Linked DNA regions of Mus musculus: regions 1 and 2 are each linked to region 3. A link is a contact called in public Hi-C data. All regions are on one chromosome and are shown on one strand. Each heading gives the region's core, a stretch centred on a gene start, on an enhancer-like site or on the middle of the called end of the contact. The rest is flanking DNA. Distances are from core to core; before and after follow the strand shown. Region 1 overlaps Abl2 (v-abl Abelson murine leukemia viral oncogene 2 (arg, Abelson-related gene)). Region 2 overlaps Ralgps2 (Ral GEF with PH domain and SH3 binding motif 2). Region 3 has its middle 9.5 kb from the start of Gm39683.

What was found. Hi-C and Micro-C count contacts between places; a contact is called where the count stands out from the background.
Region 1: a contact with region 3 is called in a Hi-C map of the G1E-ER4 cell line, with 3 times the contacts expected there. The contact joins two enhancer-like sites. A contact is called at or near these places in 6 of 39 promoter capture datasets (HPC-7-derived erythroid cells, embryonic stem cells, liver and 2 more), 15 of 484 Hi-C or Micro-C datasets (the CH12 cell line, the G1E-ER4 cell line, the HPC-7 cell line and 6 more) and 1 of 9 other capture datasets (pancreatic islet).
Region 2: a Hi-C map of the G1E-ER4 cell line shows a contact between it and region 3, with 2.6 times the contacts expected there. The contact joins two enhancer-like sites. A contact is called at or near these places in 6 of 39 promoter capture datasets (the HPC-7 cell line, embryonic stem cells, fetal liver and 3 more), 6 of 484 Hi-C or Micro-C datasets (the G1E-ER4 cell line, the HPC-7 cell line, bone marrow-derived macrophages and 1 more), 2 of 115 datasets of contacts at active chromatin or transcription factors (oligodendrocyte precursor cells and pancreatic cancer cells) and 1 of 9 other capture datasets (embryonic stem cells).

What each region holds. Positions count from the first base shown.
Region 1 is chr1:156,640,886-156,643,955 of GRCm38.p6, reverse strand. It overlaps Abl2 (v-abl Abelson murine leukemia viral oncogene 2 (arg, Abelson-related gene)), which reads right to left. Exons shown (of 12, transcript NM_009595.3): 12 at 1-2,963. The coding sequence ends at 1,240. Among named protein-coding and RNA genes, the nearest start is that of Tor3a, 32 kb to the left of the region's middle. Within about 2 kb of position 1,470, at least 14 of the 459 cell types and tissues checked have an H3K27ac peak or open chromatin away from gene starts, as enhancers often do. A contact at or near this core is called in the G1E-ER4 cell line, where this site is marked.
Region 2 is chr1:156,860,172-156,863,197 of GRCm38.p6, reverse strand. The region is part of intron 8 of Ralgps2 (Ral GEF with PH domain and SH3 binding motif 2); the gene reads left to right. It overlaps Angptl1 (angiopoietin-like 1), which reads right to left. Exons shown (of 5, transcript NM_028333.2): 5 at 2,120-2,783. The coding sequence ends at 2,596. Among named protein-coding and RNA genes, the nearest start is that of Angptl1, 23 kb to the right of the region's middle. Within about 2 kb of position 1,332, at least 40 of the 459 cell types and tissues checked have an H3K27ac peak or open chromatin away from gene starts, as enhancers often do. A contact at or near this core is called in the G1E-ER4 cell line and the HPC-7 cell line, where this site is marked.
Region 3 is chr1:156,733,243-156,736,470 of GRCm38.p6, reverse strand. No RefSeq gene overlaps it. Among named protein-coding and RNA genes, the nearest start is that of Gm39683, 9.5 kb to the left of the region's middle. Within about 2 kb of position 1,935, at least 36 of the 459 cell types and tissues checked have an H3K27ac peak or open chromatin away from gene starts, as enhancers often do. A contact at or near this core is called in the G1E-ER4 cell line and the HPC-7 cell line, where this site is marked.

The DNA.
Region 1 (3,070 bases), core at 221-2,720, 92 kb after region 3:
AAAGGCAAAACCAACTCTCAGGTTAAACCCTGAGGGCTCTGGGCCTAACTGGTGCTCCCTGAAAATAACCCACTCCTTCTATTATGCACACTGAAATAGAGATGAAAGGAGAAAATAAATAAAGAATATTCCCAACACAAACTCCAAGTGCAACAAGGGCTTAGGGATGGTCTGGGAGCAAAGACAAAGAACACGAGATCCTGTGGAGGCGAGCCCTCAGTGGACACGGCTCCCTACAGCCAGCCAGAGGGCTGCAAGGAGGGAAAGGTACAAGCAGCCATGTGGCCAGCCCCTTTCAGAAAGGTACGACATCTGCTTGGTATTCTCATTAAGTGCAGAGTATGTGTAGCTGCTCAAGTGGCCATTGTGTCAGTGATCAGGGGCACCTGTAGTGAGCACTATTTTCAACATCGATGCTGGGTAATGCCCGGTATGCTGCCAGGAATGAAGGAAGAGAGACTGCCCTATGCCCATGGCTTACAGACAGCCACCAACAAGCTACAGGTGGATACTGGCCCACTAGCAAGTAACATTCCAAAAGAGTGGGAGAAGTGACTGCTAGTCAGTACGAGAGCCTGGAGGTGTCTGTCTGACTAAACTTCCGCTGCACTGTGTACTTTCTGCACCAACTGACACAGCCGTGGTAAATAGTGCAAAGCAGATGGAAAGGCCATGTCTCCCAGTGGAGTAGTCTGGTAATCTAATGTGCAGTTCTTGCTACAACAGCAATGACCACGGAAGCAAGGCCAACAGCCACTTCCACTAGTCTCGAATAAAACATCTCCTGCTACATCCCCCACACTGCTTTCTCCCGCTCCCCAGATTTGCAGTAAACTGAAACGTGATAACCCCCAGGACTGGCCAAGTCAAGGCCTGTTTCGCAGTACAGCACAACTGAGAGCAGCCCAACGGTGGGCGGTGGGCGGCACAGGCCACCGCAGAGAGGGCGGGCTATGCCTTCCTATGATGTATACACGAGGCTCCCTAATCTCCCAGTGCACTTTCCAACCCTGCCCGCACTGCCCTGCTCCACCACACTGACTTTTTATCTACTTCTGTGACTTCCTTTCTGCTGTTTTGAGATGACCCTGTAAACGTGAGAACTCAGGGACCTGAGGTACTTCACATAAACACACTCAAGTATCAGTCTTTCACTTTTTGAGAACGAGAACACAGGAAAACGAGTCCCTTTCCCTTTCCCCTCAGAATGTGTGCATTTCCCCACTCAGCCGACGATGGCTACCTCTGCACCACATCGCTAATTTCCTGTACACACGACAATAAGTTATTAAGGACGGGGTTTGTCCCAGGCACACCAGCAGCTGTGGAAGACACCTGCAGCTCCTGTAAGCTAAGTTCCAGTTTGCTCACAGCCTCTCGGAAGGCAAACTTGTTGCGAGTCTGAGGGATGCTGTCCACATACCCTGAGCAGTAGTCGAGCAGCTGGTGCCCAGTGTCCACCAGTTGGCTGTTGGGCACAGGTTCCGTGATTGCACTGGACAGTAGGTCGGCACACTCCAGCAGGGCCTCTTTGCTGATTTTGTCAGCTGAGATTTTCTCAGCTGCCTGTTTGGTTTTCCTCAGGGCCACCTTAGTACCTGCTGTGCCATTGGCCATTTTGGCCGGTGAGATGGAAGATGTGGGCAAAGGCACTTGAGGTGGAGGCATGACTGGCCTCCCAGGTTTCCCACTACTGGGCATTGGGCCTGGAGCTGCCTTTTTTCCTCCCTCCTGGGTCTCTGGAGTGTGCTGTCCTGCAGGTGGGGCAGTCGGCTCTTCCTCGGGGTCTGAGCATGTGGACGGATGCTGCAGTAGTCTCATCACTGGTGGGGGGGGTGGGGCACACTTTGGTTTTACCCGACGGGGTCGGTCCTTGTCTCCAGAGGATGTGACCTGATGCTCAGATAAGAGCTTGAATTTGTTCCCCTGAGAGTCTGTGCCAATGAGCTGCACATCAGCTGGAGTGTGTTTCAGAGTGGGAGAGATAAGGACTGGCACTTTGTGGTTGTGAGTGGTTGGGAGGACAGCTACAGCCTTGGCTGGAGAAGACCAGCCTAGCTGCTCTCCATCCTCGGGGACTCCAGCGACTCCAAGTCGCGTCCCACCATTCCTTTCCTTGCCTTTGGGGGCAGCTGCCACTCCAGCCACCCCTACCCCCGGAGAGTCACTCTCTGTGATGGCTGGATCAGGGGCTCTCAAGGGAAGAGCTGTGGCTCCTCTGGGCAATAGTTTGGCTTTTGGTCTCTCCCTGGCTGGAGCAGCACCTTCCTCAGATTTTTTTGGAAGCATGTCATTAGCCCTGTCCACATTCTCTTCTGGTTGAGAAGAGGTGGACACTGTCCTTTCCAGCTGGAGTTTGGACCTCTGGCAGTTCCTGGGAAGGGTCATTGCCATCCTATCCTGCTCTGGAAGCCCTGAGGACATGGAAGATGTAGAGTTGGACCTTGGAAAAGGCTTCGAAGTGTCATCACTGGCTGTGGGCTTACCTGCTCGCAAGCCCAGTGTCTTTTTGATTAATCGAGGTGTAAAGAAGCCTGTGATACCAGACCACCCGCCCCCAGCAGTGCCACTGCCCCCACCCCCACCACTGTCATCATCAGCACAGAGGTTCCTCTGTGCAAAGCTCCCCCCATAGCACTTGGCTGGCACCAGATTCGGCTCTTGCTGGCTGGGAGCGACAGAGAACCCATCAGCATGCTGTAGAGAAGCAACAGGTGAGAAGTTACCCGTGAGTTCATATTTCTTGTGGGGCTGATTCTCCATTTCTCGAAAGGAGCTGCTGCGCTTCGGGGGCGTGGGGGCGTTCCTCTTTTTCATGAAGGAGCTGAAGAAGCCCCCCTTCCTATCCCTGGTAAAGCATGTCTCTTTGGCATCTTCTAAGAGGCTGCTGGGCGACTTATCTCTTTGCTTTCGAGGCAGAGCTGGGGACCCACTGGAGGCCTGTGTGCTTCTAATGAACCCTGCTGAGAAATGGCCAATCAAAAACAGGAGAGACAAGAGGTGAGCAGTTAGTGTGACTACATTAGAAAGCTCTGTCTGCATTTATTAAATGTCACATGTTGGCACTACT
Region 2 (3,026 bases), core at 83-2,582, 130 kb before region 3:
ATGTAGGTATCTATATTTTAAGAATTTTACTGCACTTTCATTTCTTTGGTTTAGTAAGTAATATATGCTCTGGATTAATTTTACTTATTTAAATGTTTATATTTACTCATTGATATTGAGAGTGTATACAGAAGTCAGTGGACAACTTGCTGGATAAGTTCTCTCCTTGTGCTGTGTGGAGAATAAACTCAGGGCATCAGGCTTGGCACCTGCTGTCCTTAGCCGCTGAGTCATCTTGCTGGCCTTTGATTATATATCATGTTCTAAGCCAGCAGTAGAGCACATTCCATCATTTTCTTGTGGATTCTGAGATTGAACTCTTAGCCAGTGGCACCTGGCTGTAGGTTTCTCCTTAGGCAGAACTGCAGTCTCCACCCCTCCACCCCCCCCCCCATCCCTTTGACCCTCACTCCTGTCAAGTACGTTCAAAGTCCCACTGATGTCCTTTCTGTTGTGAGGGTGGCTACTTTCAAAGACTTGTGACAGATGTCAGTTGGGGATGGAGTTAATTAATATTCTTGTGCTTATGGTTTTTTAAAAGAGGTTATTAAGCCAGTCTCTACTTCCCCTACTCTACCTCTCTGCCTTTCTACAATAAATGTCTAAAAACAAAAAAACAAAAACAAAAACAAAAAAACAAACAAACAGAAACAGATACTTAGAAGTGACTGCTAGCCACAAACAGAATTGCAGTTGTTGACCCTTTAGTAACGTGTTTTAATAACAACTAGGCATTCAACCATATGTGCCTGATATAATTATTGTTGTCAGTTCTTCTTTAGCTTTGGTTTGGTTTTTTTTCTGAGAGACAAGGTTTCTCTGGGTAGCCCTGGCTGTCCTAGAACTCGCTGTCATAATCACTGACAAGGAAAGCTCATGGGTCACTGTAAGCTCATGCAAACTTGGATAGTGTTCATCCAGGGCGGTGGAGGGGGTGCAGTCGTTAATAGTACAGATGGTACTTCAGCCACGTTTCTGCGAGCTCAAGAGCGAACCTGCACCAGCTGTGCAGTAGAGTAGAATCCATCCACAAGGTAGGGCAATTTGAAAGCTCATTTGTTTTCTATCTTGTGTGTTTACTTTTACCTTGTTCTGGTTTTAGTTCTGGGATGGTTCTGTAAGATTTGCCTCTGATGTCAGGTGTGACATGCTGGTTGGTGGCAAAGACAAATGCCACTGCCACTCAGTCATGGGTTTTACCAGGGGTTTTCACTGCCTCTGTGATGCATGGGAACTTGGATTGCCTATGGCTGTCCATGTTAAACTGTCCCCATGTGGACAGGGTGTCTGTGTGGCTGTCCGTGTTAAACTGCCCCCGTGTGGACAGGGTGTCTGTGTGGCTGTCCGTGTTAAACTGCCCCCGTGTGGACAGGGTGCTCCTTTAGTTCTGCTGCATTTTCACTTTACCTTACCATCTGTCTCACATCTTTATGATTTTAGCTTGATGGATGATTAGCTGTAACAAGTGAATAATTACTGGGAGGAAGTGGTTCTAGGAGGCCCTGATAATGGAGATGATTGGGAAGATGAGTTAGACAAAGTAGGACAAAGGTCAGTCACACACACTGTAAAATGAGTTAGCAGTTTGAACCTGCCAGGGCCTATGGAGTTTGCTTTAAGGCTGTTGTATCCTCACTGTTAGGAAAATGTCTTTAACTGATTGTTGAAATTCTTTTAGATGTAAGTATAAAGCTATCCAATCTTTTTCACAAGTCACAGACAGATTTTTTTTTTCCTTTGCCATTGCTATAAATCAAACCCAGGCCTTCACACATGCCAGGCATGCACAGTACCACTGAGCTACACTGCTAGCTCGTAGTTAGGTGGGTGTTTTTGAGGTAAAGTTCAATGACTGGGATAGGGGGATAATGAATACATTTAGAATCATAATTCAAATATATTAAAAAGTTGGTATACTGGCGATTTTGTTTTGTGATATCAGTACCCTGTTGCTTTTGTCATTACATAACGTGTATCAGGAGATTTTGATATTAGCATATCATGACTGTCAAGAAATTAACTTGTTTATGTAATGAGGGTGTTAGTTGTGCATTTTTAAAGTGATACATTTTGTACTTTGTGTCCTAAATTATTAGAGGAAAATCATTACAAGCATAAATTCAATTTAAAATTTTATTTTAAAGTTGTACTTACTGGAAAAACATTTCCTAGTGGCAAAACTAGAGTTTTTTTCCTCTAGTTTCCTGTCTGTATTTTCATAAATAAAATGCACTAATTGGCTGAACTCTTGAAATAATTTTTTTCAGTGAAAGTTAGAGCAGACTTATATTTTTTAAATAAATCATGAAGTATCTTGAACATGTATTTGGATTTGATTCAAAATAAAGCTAAGATTTGTTTTACATTGTGGCCAATATTTACATTTACCAATATTCAGTCAATATAATTTTTAAAATAACAAGGATTTGCATAATCTTCCTTGAAGGAGAATGGAACTGTTTTCACAGATACATTTTTATAGTAGTAAAATGTATTTTAAAAACTGTACCTGTAAAAATAAGTTGTGCAGAGTAACGTGTAATGTTTAGATTTGGGGAACTGGAAGTGAAGTTCTGTGTCATTTACTTGGAGGTGTCAGTCAATAGGCTTGATCATCATCTGTACTGCCCTCAAGGAGTAGGACCCGCCTCTGTATTCAGCCCAGAAAATGCCATCTTGGTGCTTGCTTCTGTAATGACCACCTCTGTACCATACTCCGTTGAGGTTAGAGTGTGCACAGGCGTTGTACCACCAGCCTCCTTTATGGAAGTGGGCGCAGTTTCCTGCAGGAGAAATAGAGACAGTGAAGTAAGAGTCCTTCTGTGCCATGACACTTGCAGACTGCCACACGTATGTGCTTCTTTTGGAGCCGTTTGAGTGACTGACTCCAGGAGGAGTCACTTCTCATTACTCACTTTACTAGAATTACCGTATTCATTTCACTCTGTGCTGACTTAACATTTAAATAATTTCATTTTCTTCAAAGTAGAGTAAATACATGCAGTATTTGTGTTTAAGAAATATAT
Region 3 (3,228 bases), core at 686-3,185:
TTCTTTTTTTTGTTTGGTTTGGTTTGGTTTGGTTTGGTTTGGTTTTCCGAGACATGGTTTCTCTGTGTAGCCCTGGCTGTCCTGGAACTCACTCTGTAGACCAGGCTGGCCTCGAACTCAGAAATCCACCTGATCCTGCCTCCCAAGTGCTGGGATCAAAGGCGTGAGCCACCACGCCCGGCAACAAATATTTTTCTAACTAACTGAAGTACATCTTTAGCTCATACTGTGTGTGTGTGTGTGTGTGTGTGTGTGTGCGTGTGTGTTTTGTTTGTTGAGAAAATACTTTTTAATTAATATATTTTACAAATACACTGGAGAATCATGCAATGCTGCCTGCATTGGATAAAATTCTGGGCCACAGGCCTGCAGACTCCTTTATAACTGACCTGAGATAGCAGAACCTTTTATCTCCTCTTTATTGTATACTCTGACCCCTGCGTTATCTTTCAAAATAAAGCAACACCCTATCTTCTCTTCTGTATGACTTTCATTGTCACATGACTCCTGCTGGGTGAACCATTTTTTTCTTAGTTCTTGTTTGCCTTTCTTAACTGTGCCCACACCAGCAGCAGGAAGTGTTCAGCTGGCCCTTGATTCCCTTCACAGAGATGACATACGAATTTTTGGTTCCTGTAATGTCAGCAGAGTTGACCCAGGGAACTCCAGAATGTCACTCCAGGGGACCCACCCCATGTCCTTACTTCAACATCTTGAAGGCCTGGAAAGAGTCAGAAAGGAAGAAACGACAAGAGTCCCTAGTTATGAACTCCATACTTTGTATTCTTAATGGTGTCCTGGGTAGACTTACCAGATCTAGCAAATGAAAACACCACAGAGGATACTCTTATTTTAAAATACTGTCATCTGAAGTAGCCTACTACCAGGCTCCTACTGCCTTGTGAGTCCCAAGAACAAGGACCCAGAGCCTGTGACCTGCTCTCTGTAGGTGCTCAATAAACACAGAAGGGCTGTTAGAGTGTGTACTGGCTAGTTTTGTGTCAACTTGACACAGCTGGAGTTATCACAGAGAAAGGAGCTTCAGTTGAGGAAATGCCTCCATAAGATCCAACTGTAAGGCATTTTCTTAATTAGTGATCAAGGGGGAAAGGCCCCTTGTGGGTGGGACCATCTCTGGGCTGGTAGTCTTGGTTCTATAAGAGAGCAGGCTGAGCAAGCCAGTAAAGAACATCCCTCCATGGCTTCTGCATCAGCTCCTGCTTTCTGACCTGCTTGAGTTCCAGTCCTGACTTCCTTTGGTGATGAACAGCAACATGGAAGTGTAAGCCAAATAAACCCTTTCCTCCCCAACTTGCTTCTTGGTCATGATGTTTGTGCAGAAATAGAAACCCTGACTAAGACAGAGTAGCACTCTGGTACTGCAGTGTGGATGCCACACTTTGTATACACAACACCTACTGAGAGGATCCTGATATCTGTCACAGCTCTATATGTGTGTCACCTCTGACCCCACAGGATAAGAAAATAAGAGCAGAGGCTGGGGAAATGGCTGCATGGGCAAAATGCCAGCATGAGGACCTGAGTTCAGATCCCCCACACCAACCTAAAAAGCTTAGCATGGGGAACAGAGACAGGCAGATATCAGGACTCACTGGTCAGACTAGCCAATCGCTGAACTCCGTGTCCTGTGAGAGACTGTCTCAGAAACTAAGGTAGAGAGATACAGACGCCCAACATTAACCTCTGCCCTCTACACAAACACACAGGAACATGCCCCCCTCATACATAGCAGAAAAAGAAAAAGAGGAACATTTTAGTTGATGAGAGATGGAGTTATGTGGAAACTGGCATGTTCTCAGTCGTACACGCAGGACATAAATTAAAATGTCACTGGAGAGCACTTCCCTCTCTCTAAGAAGATGCCTCCTCCCAGACGCCCTGCCTGCCCCATTCCCACCTGGCAGGCTCTCCTAGCCTCTCCTCTGCTGGCACCGTGTAGCTGGGACCTGGGTGTTTGTTTCATGAGAGAGTGGCATAAAGGTTATAGCGAGACTGGATTTGGTGTCTAGCTCCTGCTGGTCTGGGGTCCTTGAAAGTTGGCATCAGCTCAGACACAAGTGACAAATGTTGGAGCAGCCACAGAGACCCAGGATCAGAGCTCCCATCTGAGCACCTCCCATAGCGGATGCTGGGGTTCACAACCACACCCCATATTGCTCTCCAGAGGGTGAGTAAGCCCTCAGGGCCCAGCCTCTTCCAGGACTGCAGATGGGGCCCTGGAGAGCACGAAGTTCAACCACCCCCAAATCCCATGAATAAACTCAGTCTTCACTCTGCTTCATGAAAGGAACTCTGTCCTGGACCGCCCTGGTCCCTGCAGCCCTCAACCTCAGAGGTTTGTGTTGCTGGAGGACCTTCTTTGAGCTCTGACAAGGACAAGGAAAGGCTCTGTAGGCAGTGTTTGACTTGTGGGTGGTTGTTTTTTTTTTTTTTTTTTTCTTTCATGGCTACAAACCATCGGCTGTTGAAAAATTTGAGTTTACTTGTGAATTGCCTGTCTGTGTTTGTGAGTGGAGGAAGGTAGGACTGAAAGGTTTCAAAACTGTTTTCAGTTTCTGTGTGAGTTTCTCCGGTGCTTAGCGTTTCATTGAGAATCCCATATTTATTTCTGTGCCATTACATCATTGTTTGGCGCATTTTATAACCTGAGGTGGAGAGAGCTGCCCTCCTTCTTGGCACTGGAGTCAGAGGATCACATCACATCACACCCAGCAGAATTTAGGACATGATCCTGAATGAGGTCCACTCAGCTCTGAAGAGGGACACAGAAACACTGTGTGTAACGGCGACGGAAATGAGTTCAAGGCGGAAATTCGCTTGTACATACTATTCCTTTGTACGCTAGAGAAACCTGTAATGGATTTCTTCCACAGATCAAAAACAAAATTAGATGTAAAATGCAACAAAGGGAAAAGAGAGGGCCAGTAAGATGGCTCAGTGGGTGAGGACGCAGACCTGAGGATCTGAGTTCAATCCCCGGATCCTCTCAACGGTGAGGAGAGAACAAAGTCCAGAAAATTGTGCTCTGGCCTCCAGACATGTGTCACGGCAGACATGCCCCCCACATACACATACGCACCTACATACACACACACATGCACACCCGCGTACACACACACCCCTACACAGACACACAGATATATACACACCTACACATATACCTACACTCATGTACACACACACACACTGACATATGACATTCTGAAC